2 separate regions of the Mus musculus genome follow, and region 1 is linked to region 2. Evidence: chromatin contacts called from public promoter capture Hi-C data. All regions are on one chromosome and are shown on one strand. Each heading gives the region's core, a stretch centred on a gene start, on an enhancer-like site or on the middle of the called end of the contact. The rest is flanking DNA. Distances are from core to core; before and after follow the strand shown.

What was found. Capture Hi-C pulls out chosen DNA fragments and counts their contacts.
Region 1: a promoter capture Hi-C map of adipose tissue shows a contact between it and region 2. The contact joins the promoter of Cd300lf here to the promoter of Cd300c2 in region 2. A contact is called at or near these places in 1 of 39 promoter capture datasets (macrophages), 1 of 484 Hi-C or Micro-C datasets (nephron progenitors), 1 of 115 datasets of contacts at active chromatin or transcription factors (microglia) and 2 of 9 other capture datasets (adipose tissue and liver).

What each region holds. Positions count from the first base shown.
Region 1 is chr11:115,131,252-115,136,157 of GRCm38.p6, forward strand. It overlaps Cd300lf (CD300 molecule like family member F), which reads right to left and starts at 2,741. Exons shown (of 7, transcript NM_001169153.1): 1 at 2,588-2,741. The coding sequence starts at 2,630. It also overlaps a transcript of Rab37 not described here.
Region 2 is chr11:114,998,088-115,003,371 of GRCm38.p6, forward strand. Cd300c2 (CD300C molecule 2) reads right to left here and starts at 3,793. Exons shown (of 4, transcript NM_134158.1): 1 at 3,400-3,793; 2 at 2,542-2,898; 3 at 128-248. The coding sequence starts at 3,460.

The sequences.
Region 1 (4,906 bases), core at 1,491-3,990, 130 kb after region 2:
ATCAGGTGCCCAGTACCTTGTATGCCCTCTGTGAGGACTTAGGGTTCTAATTCTAAGCTGAGGAGGTCATTGGAGATGGTTGCCCCCCAGCTTTGGCTGAGCAGTAAGAAAATATGGAGTTGCAGAGCACTAAGATGAAGAGGAATGGGGACGAGAGTGAACTGGGAAGATTTGATAAGGCCATGTGTGAAGTCTCTCTCTTTTTTTTCTTTCTTCCTTCCTTTCTCCTTTCCTTCCTTCCTCTCTCTCTTCTTCCTTTCTTCTTCTTCTTCTTCTTCTTCTTCTTCTTCTTCTTCTTCTTCTTCTTCGTCTTCGTCTTCGTCTTCTTCGTCTTCTTCGTCTTCTTCTTCTTCTTCTTCTTCTTCTTCTTCTTCTTCTTCTTCTTCTTCTTCTTCTCTCTCTCTCTCTCTCTCTCTCTCTCTCTCTCCCTCCCTCTCTCTCAGTTGGGGGTCTTACTATTCCCAAATTTCTTTTCTTTTTTGTGTGTATATGTGTATGAGTATGTGCTTATGGGCATGTGAACCTAACTACAGGTTCCCATGAAGCCCAAAAAGGACATCAGAGCTGGGGTGACAGGTGGTTGTGAGACACTGGGTACTGGGGGTTGAACCTGGGCCCTCTGTGGGAAGAAAAAAGCATGCCTCCTTAACTGCTGAGCCATCTCTTCAGCCCCCACCTTTGAAATGTCAATGTCTAAATACAAAAGCTGAATACACACTTAGCTATAAGAGTCCTGAGAAACGTCTGCTCTAGGGGTATGAAACTGAAAGCCATCTGCTAAAAAATATTTCAAGCCTAGAGGAGAAGCCCAAGAGCACAGTGGAAACCACCAGAATACAAAGCAAGAAACCCCTCTTCAGCGGTCTAAGTCAGCAGGCCCTAGAGCAGCAGTTTTCAACCTTCCTAACATCACGACCCTTTAAAACAGTTCCTCATGTTATGGTGACTCTCCCCAAACAATAAAATCATTTTCATTGCTACCTCGTAATTTTGCTAGCTTGATGAATTTCAGCATAAACATTCTTGGAAATAGAGGTTTGCCGCAGGGGTCGTTGGAACCACTGCCCTAGAGAGTATCTGAGTACTCATCTATACTGCAGCAGTAGCCGCAATAACCGAGCCATGAATCAAAGTCCATGGACAGACGAATGGATAAAGGAGGTGTCGTATAAATACACAATGATGCCTGCAGGAAAAAAACACTGAACTGGAGGCCATCTTGTTAAAGAGAATACACCAGATTCAGAAAGACAGATATTGCATGTTTTCTCTCCTACGCAAACTCCAGATTTGAAAAAACAAACAAACAAACATGGAAGTAGAAGAGGGTATTTAGGGAGAAGAAGGGGACCCGTAGAAATGGGGAGAAGATGAGAGAAGACGATTGTCTAGGTGCATGCAATGCTCACAGGAGAAAAATGACACAAAGGACTCATGATTTGGTGCAATTTATTTGAAGACAGTCCCACCCTGCACCCTGACTAGCCTGGAACTTGCTATGTAGACTAGGTTGTCCCTAAATGCACAGAGAGTCACCTACCTCTGTCTTCCAAATGAAGAGAGATTAAAGGTGTGCATCATTGTGTTCAAGAGTAAATTCTCTTTCTTTGAAATCAAAACTGTATCCATTCGCTTACAGCTACATTAATTCAAGTGTCATGGCACAGGCCTATAGTCCCAGCACCAGAAAAACCCCTTCGGTGGTCTAACTCAACATGCACTAACTAGAGCAGTGATTCTCAGCCTTCCTAGTGCTTTGACCCTTTAACACAGTTCCTCATGTTGTGGTGACCCCCAGCCATAAAATTATTTTTGTTGCTACTTTGTAATTGTAATTTTGCTACTGTTATGAATCGTGTTGTGATTTTTTTTTTTTTTTTTGGTTTTTTGAGACAGGGTTTCTCTGTATAGCCCTGGCTGTCCTGGAACTCACTTTGTAGACCAGGCTGGCCTCGAACTCAGAAATCTGCCTGCCTCTGCCTCCCGAGTGCTGGGATTAAAGGCATGCGCCACCACTGCCTGGCTGTGAATATTTTTGGAGGTAGACGCAGAGGTAGAAGGATCACTAGTTAGAGGGCCAGCCTTGGCTACATATGGAGCACCTCCCCCATCTCAAAACACAAGAAAGTGCTGTCAGCCCTCTATCTGTGGCCTTGTCTCCTGCCCCCTCTTCACCTTTCAGTCCTCAGCCATTTCTGACAGCACCTTCTCTCCCAGTTGCCACAAATCACCTTTTCATCAGTTGTGAATAGCAGACTTTTTTTTTATCCCTTCAGCAACCTGTTCCCACAATCATTTCTTCCCCCCAAAGCCTTCCCTCCCTTGCTGTAACACAATCACACATTGACAATCCAGCCTCATCAGACATTCTCCTGAGCAACCAGGGCTCTCCTGTCTTTCAAAGACCAGCGGGGCCCATCAGTGTGTCTGTCTTAAATACGACCAGTCCCTCAGTAGTCTAGAATTGTGCCTAGGTCGGGGCTTAAGAACTCAATATTTCTGCCACAAAAGCGCCACAACAATGGGGTGGTGGACAGATGACCCCTTGCTGGGTGGCCACTTCCTCTGGTTGCCTGAGCTCGCTCACCTGTGATCCAGAAGAGAAAGGGGACCAGCAATGACAAATGCATCTTCTCACACCGGGTCACCTTGGTGGAGCCTGCCAGCGAGAACAGGCTACATGCTCCACTCCTGCGTCTCCTGGTCCTGTGGTTTCCCTCACTCTCACTCGGCACTTCCTCCTTTAGCCACTTCCCGCTGGCATATAAAGCACCAAAAGAGGAAGGAGGTAGGGTGAGAGAAGTGTAACGCAAGAAGTCAGACTTGTGAAAAGGACTTTGAGAAACATCATGTCCTCAGCTCCAGACTGACTTCTGGAAAGAGAACAGGGGCTCCTGCTTTGAATGTGCAGGCTCGGTGCTTCTGGATTCCATCAGCTAGAGCAAGAGTTGCTGGAGCCCAGAAGGCCAGCGCTTCAATAGGTTGAAGGGTGCCAGAAGAGAGTCTCTAGAACAGAGACTGGAATGGAGGGAGCCGAGGGAGCTGAAGGGGTGTCAAAAGCCAGCCTCATCATGGGTGCCAAGCACAGCTGTAATCCAAGAATTTAAGAGGTAGAAACAGGGGAATTAAAAGTTTGACTTGAAACTGAGCTATGTGGTAAGGTCAAGGCTAGCCTGGGCTACATAGCCACACCTGTCTAAGAGGAGGGGAGGAAGTATTGCTCAGTGGCAGAGCTCTTGCCTAACATATGCAAGGTCTTGAGTCTGAGCCTCAGCACTCCCACTCATTACAAACTTACCAGGAGAGGGGCTCAGATATAATCAGGATAAATGAACAGGAATTAACATTACCCAGAAGGCTCTGCTTTGATGGCACTCTTTTTTTGTTGTTGTTTTGTTTGTTTGTTTGTTTGTTTGTTTTTTCAAGACAGGGCTTCTCTGTGTAGCCCTGGCTGTCCTGGAGCTCACACTGTAGACCAGGCTGTCCTCGAACTCAGAAATCCACCTGCCTCTGCCTCCCAAGTGCTGGGATTAAAGGCATGCTCCACCACTGCCTCTTATTGATCTGCCCCAGACTAATAGGTAATAGATATAGACTTAACCTGTATTCCCCAGAAATTTAGTGAATATCCCAGGACTACCTCCCCACTGCCCTCTGCAGAAAACCAGCTTGCTATTCATGACTTCTACCCCCGTTCCCACACCCTCCCTGCAGTAACCATTTGTCCAAATAAGAAAAGAAGGAAGGCCAGCCTTTATGGTCACTCCTCATCCTGACACTGTGGCTTCCATCTCACTCACACCCATTTTCAGGAAGTCCTTAAAATAGGGTCACTTTGGGTAGGAGCTATAGACACCCTGTGACACCTTTAATTGGTGGCGTCCTCAAGTCCTGGCTAGACTAACCATATGCAAGGAGGCACGTTGGAGGGCTATGTCCACAAGAAAACACCAGCTGCTGATAAGCCACAGCTTTTCCAGGATGTGGCCAGGGATGGCCACCTTCTTTACATACTTCTAGACCATAAAGGAAGGCCAACAAGGGTTTTCACTCACCACTGTTAATCAAACAGGTTTCTTCCCAGGGTTCCTCTTCCTCCTCCTCCGCACATGTAGAGTGCCTTTCAGAGAAGTGGTCAACAGGCTGAGGGAACCCTGAAAACCAAGGGGCCATGTTCATGGAAGGTCTAGGACCGACTTTTCCTTTCTTGAGCAGAGGTAGGAAAAAGAAAAAAGAAAAAGATAAAGAAAAAGAAAAAAAAAGAAAAGAGCACAGCTGTCTGACAGGAGCCTATGGCCAGCTCCTCTGATCCTGGTCCTCTCAAACTGGCCCATCCAAGATGGAGGGCCACCCTATGAATCAGGAACTTATTCCATCAGACTTATTCAAGCCACTGTGAGTTATAGCGAGATCGCCCCTTAAACAGGGGCTGTACTGGCTAGTTTTGTGTCAACTTGACACAGCTGGAGTTATCACAGAGAAAGGAGCTTCAGTTGAGGAAATGCCTCCATAAGATCCAGCTGTAAGGCATTTTCTCACTTAGTGATCAAGGGGGAAAGGCCCCTTGTGGGTGGGACCATCTCTGGGCTGGTAGTCTTGGTTCAATAAGAGAGCAGGCTGAGCAAGCCAGGTGAGGCAAGCCAGTAAGGAACATCCCTCCATGGCCTCTGCATCAGCTCCTGCTTTCTGGCCTGCTTGAGTTCCAGGCCTGACTTCCTTGGTGATGAACAGCAGTATGGAAGTGTAAGCTGAATAAACCCTTTCCTCCCCAACTTGCTTCTTGGTCATGATGTTTGTGCAGGAATAGATACCCTGACTAAGAAAAATTGGTACCAGCAGAGTGGGGTATTCCTGTGACAACCTGACCATGTTTTGGGGAGGACTGTGGAAGGACTTTGGAACTTTG
Region 2 (5,284 bases), core at 2,543-5,042:
AGGTCAGCCTATGATTGGGAAATGCAGGAGGGGTGTACAGGAGAGAGATACAAACCCTTCTGCCTCTGCTCTCTCACTATGACCCCTCCTTCCCAGCCCAAAGGTCTCAGGGATGTTGGTTCCTCACCGAGGCTGAGGGCAGGGAGCAGGAATTGTGTCATCTGTGGTCACACTGGGATGAGTGTGCCCAACTGAGGATGTGGGGGATTCCAGGATATCTCTACCACTCTCAAGGCTCGAACCTGTGACTGGAACAAAGGATAGAAACACAAGACAGTTTCTGCAACCTCCACATTGTCTGCTACCCACTGAAGCCTCTATCACTCTGCTTCACTCAGGTCCCTAGGGGCATGAGGACAGCTGTCTGACAGCCTATAAGCCACATGGCCACACTAAGGCCTGGTCAGGGATTTTCTTCCTAGCCCATATCATGGTGAGCAGTGGCACTTGCAAACATGTTGGAAGTCTTCTTAGAGAGGAGATTGTAGGTGTCTGTGACAAGATCTTAGTGAGTGCCAGGTCCTATCCAGCCTCTGCCATATCTCTTGCCTCCTTGTCTGCCATCCTTCTGGGGACAAACAGGATAGTGGGACTCCATGTCTGCCTGGCACACTCATTCCCAGTGTCAGCCAGAATTTCCACTGGGACATCTTCTCTGAGGAATGAGCAGAAAGAAAGTTCTAGAAAGGCAAATGTGGCAGGGCCTGTGGAGAGTGGCCTCTACTGCAGAGCAGTGATGTCAGTGGGTTTGTAGTTCTCACTCTTCAGTACGAACCCACAGAGGAGGTTGCAGGGAAACATATAAATACATGCAATCTCAGTGCTGGCGAGGCAGAGACAGGAGGATCAGGCATTCCAAGGTGAATCCTAAGTACACAGAGAGATGGTTAACCTGAGCTACACGATATTCTCTCTCAAATGATGGTGATGGTGTTGAAGAAGAGGAAGAGGAAGAAGAGGAGGAGGAGGAGGAAAAAGAGGAGGAGGAGGAGGAGGAGGAGGAGGAGGAGGAGGAGGAGGAGGAGAAGGAGAAGGAGAAGGAGAAGGAGAAGGAGAAGGAGAAGGAGAAGGAGAAGGAGAAGGAGAAGGAGAAGGAGAAGGAGAAGGAGAAGGAGAAGGAGAAGGAGAAGGAGAAGGAGAAGGAGAAGAAGAAGAAATTGGACTTAAGAGTGAGGTTTGGCCTCTTCCTTCAGCTCCCTTCACCAACCCATCCCTTAAAGAGATATACTGGATTGGCTTCTAAGAATGGAGGAGGCTCCATTTGGGGAGAAAAAACTGCAGACATGGAGAATATTTGGGAGCAAAGACACTGAAAGCCTATCTTCCATCCTGCTTGACCATCTGTTCACAGAAGGGGAACCTTGGAGGGATTCTCTGAGTTTCTTCCAGCAGTAAATGGTTCCTGGGAAAGGGGACACAGAGGAGCTTGGAGGAGGTGAGTGGGTTCCTCAGGGCACTGAAAAGCACCATGCTAAAAGCCCCTAGGCTCCAAATTGTGTGATGAAGCTGGTACCCAGAAGGGAAGTGTGCACTCTGTCCCAGGTCAGAGCCACATTTGAGAGAGGGGAGATGATGAGCTGGGGTACCATTCATGTATGGAGAATGGAGTCAGGGCCAGAGACCTGGGAGAGTGCACTCTGGTTTTTTTTTTGTTGTTGTTGTTCCTCCTTCTCTTCCTTCCTCCCTCCCTCCTTCCCTCCCTTCCTACTTTACTCCTTCCCCTTTTTCCTCCTTTTCCTTTTCTTCTTGTCTTCCTCCCTCCTTCCCCCCTTCCCTCCTTCCCTCCTTCCCTCCCTCCCTCTTTTTTCTCTCCCTTTCTCCCTCCCCTCCCCCTTCCTTCCTCCTTCCCTTCATTCCTTCCTTTTCTTTCTTTTACTTTTTGAGACAGGGTCTTGATAGGGAGTTTATAGCCCTGGTTGTCCTGAACTTGTGATCTTCCTGCCTCCACCTCCTGAGTGCTAAGATCTCAGGCATACACCACCCTGATCAGCAGCCAATGGGTTGGTTTTGAGCTGATTTTGCACCAAAGGAAGGATCAGGTCGGGGGATCCTCCTAAATCAGCTGATCATTTGCACACACGACAGAGCTGCCACCCCAACCCTCCTGAGGCAAAACCACACACCAGGTCTGCTCCCCTTCAGCCTCAGTCATAGGCTGCCAGAGACAGCTAACTGCAAAGCTGGCATGTCACCAGTGAAAGCTCTCTTTGAACAAAGCACTGTCACCATCTGTCCCCTATTGACCTCTGCTCAGCACCCAGAACACCCATGAACTCTGGTTTCCATGGTTCACTCCCACAGGATACAGATCTCTGTCCCCTGGCCACACTCTGCTCTCTCTTCCCCATGTCCCCTGACAGACCAGCACCTTCCCCCTTACAAGAAGCAGTTACTCCAGGATGCCTCCCTGGCTGTTGCTCTGTCCCTATCTGCCCCTCATCACACATAATGTACTCCCAGGCTCTGAGCTGAATTCCTCCTCCAGAAATTCCTGCCACTTTCAGCTGTCTTGATGCTACAATGCTCATTATGGGGACTTACCTGGGTCCTCACTTGGAACCACAGACAACTCAATCTTGAAGTACTTATCGAACCCCAAGGAGCCATCAAAAAGTGATATATCCACCGCACACATGTAGGTGTCTGCATCCTCCAGGGTGAGGCTCTCATAGGTCACTGTGAAGGTGAGGTTGTCTGGATGGTCCCTGATGGTCACTCGGCCATTCCTAACTTCTTCTGAGCTGCTGGTCTTGACAATATCTTTACAGAGTACCTTCAGTGACCCTCTGCACCAGAATTTGTCCTTAGTCTTGAATTTCTCCTCGTATTGACATGACACACTGAGCGATTCCCCAACAGCGCCTGTGATAGTGCTGGGGCCATGCAGTGGGACACAGCCTGGAAAAGAGTAACTTCAATTCTGCACCCTGACAGCTGGATGGGAGTAAGTCCTCCCTTTGGTCAGTTCTTAAAAACCCTCTGGTCTCTAGGAAAGAGTGAGAAAGGAGACAGGCTTTGTCAGAGCAGGAGTCAGGACTGAGGTCATAGAGAGATTATAAAATAAATAGAGATTATGTGATTATGGCACTGACTGTCACAGGTGACCCTCCCAGTTGTCCTGAATCTGCCTCAGGTGTGGTAGACATGACTGTATTGTGCACAGAAACCTGGCAGTACCTGGGGAGCAGATGCTGATGGTCCTGGGCCCCACCCAACCCCAGCCCTACCCTCCTGATTCTCTCTAGACCCTTCTGCCTGTGCTGGCCTCTCCCTCACTCTCTCCCCCTCCCCTTCCCCCCCTTCTCCCTCTCCCCCTCCCCATCCCTCTCCCCTCCTGTCAGACTTACAGCAGGAGTTCTCCTTTCAAAGCTTACACCCTACACATCTGCTCATGCTCACCTGGGACCTGAGAGAGGAACAGAGCTGAAGGCAGCCACAATCTTATTACTCTGGGAATCATTTCTTCAGCTCCGCTGTCACCTGTGCCCACATCAGGGCCAAGAGTGGAGAAGGATCTGTCTCAGTCTAGACAGTAGAATGTTCTCTTGCCTAGTTCTCCTTTCTGTCCTCTGCTTCCTGGTCTCGTGCTCTTACGTGAGGCTCCAGATGAACAGTAGCAGGAAGGGCTCTGTTAATACTCCAGGCCTTAGAGGCTTTGGTTCCTACCACACAGAATAAGTGGGGACAACCACTGCTGTGGATTGAGGGTGCCATCTGTCACCTAGCCCTTACCCGAGGGCTTCCCTGCTCCTGCCAGAGCCCTGGAGGGGCATTTCCATTTCCGGTCAGGTTGTCCACCCTCTGCGACACACACTTCCTGAGTGGATTGAAAAGCTTCCCTTCTGTTGCTCTAGCTCTGTGACCACAGAGGAACCATCTCCTTCAAAATGCAGATTATAGGGCACTATTTGTCCATGGCGTCCCTAGAACTGTTTCCAGGTTTACACTACTGATCAAGGTCATGCTGTGACCCTATCCCTTAATGAGAGTTTATCTGAGTGCTGTATCCTCCAAAAGAGTACAGAGCTGTAGGTCACAGCTTTCTTTTCTTCCGTCTTATTCTGTTTGGGGTGCTGTTTGTCTGTGGCAGCATATCTAGCCCAGGATGGCCTCTATGTAGCCAAGGAGGACCTTGAACTGATTCTCCTACCTCCATCTCCTGAGTCCAGCAGTGTAAGGTGTTTGTCACCACAGCCCATCCATGCTGAACCCAGGGCTCTACGCATGCCAGACAAGCTCTCTGCTGACTAAGATGCATCCACAGCCCTGATTATTTGAGACAGTATCTCACACTGCAGCCCAACCTGGGCTTGAATGCAGTATTTAGCTGAAGCTAACCTTGAACTCAGAGAAATCTCCCATCCCTTGAGTGCCAGGCCTAGATGGGAGCCATCATGCATGGCAGCTCTGTCTTCTTGAGTCTCTGGGCCCCATACCTAGACATGGGCATGATTTCGAGTAGGTGTTGTGTGGTAGAATGAAAGAATGACCTCAGATCACTCCTTTCTGATGACTCAGTTTCCCAGTGCTGGCCATCCCCTTCCCTTTCATGTTGGAGAAGATGGAAAAGACGGAATCCAAGAGCCTGGTGACCTGCCTGACCATAGAGGTACCTACACCCCTCTGATCTACAGCAATATCTGCAGGCTGTGGTGACATTTGGGGGAGACCTTTTGCCCTTAAGATTCCCTGGGTTTAGACTCTCCTCTGGGTATCCAGTCTTATGTCACTCACTCCAATCCCCATTGACACAGAATGCAGATGTTCTCCCTACTAACACAGAATACAGATGTTCTCTCACTGTATCATTTTCTTGGCTCTCACTGACTGACCATCAGGGTATCTGCCTGCATTTTTCCATGTCCACTGTTTCTTTATGCTCTACAGAATATCAGATCAACAAGAGCTCAGAAAGTGCTTTGTGCATTCATTATGGGACTCTAAGACATGGTCATGCTTGCTATCTGTGTCTACTCACTGTTCTCTTGCTGCGAGGAGACACCATGACCACAGCAGCTAGTATAAGAGAAAGCATTTAGCCAGGGCTGGTGTAGCAGTCTCAGAGGCTGAGTCCATTGTTATCATGGTCAGCATGGTGGCAAACATGGCAGGTCTGGAGCTGGAGACATAGCAGAGAGTGACATGCTGATTTTCAGGTAGAGAGAGAAAGGCAGAGAGAGGTGAGAAAGAAGGGAGAGAAGAAAGATGACAGATGAGAGATGCGTGTGAGCTTTTTAAACCTCTAAGCCCACCCAGAGTAATGCACTTCTTCCCCAAAAGCCAC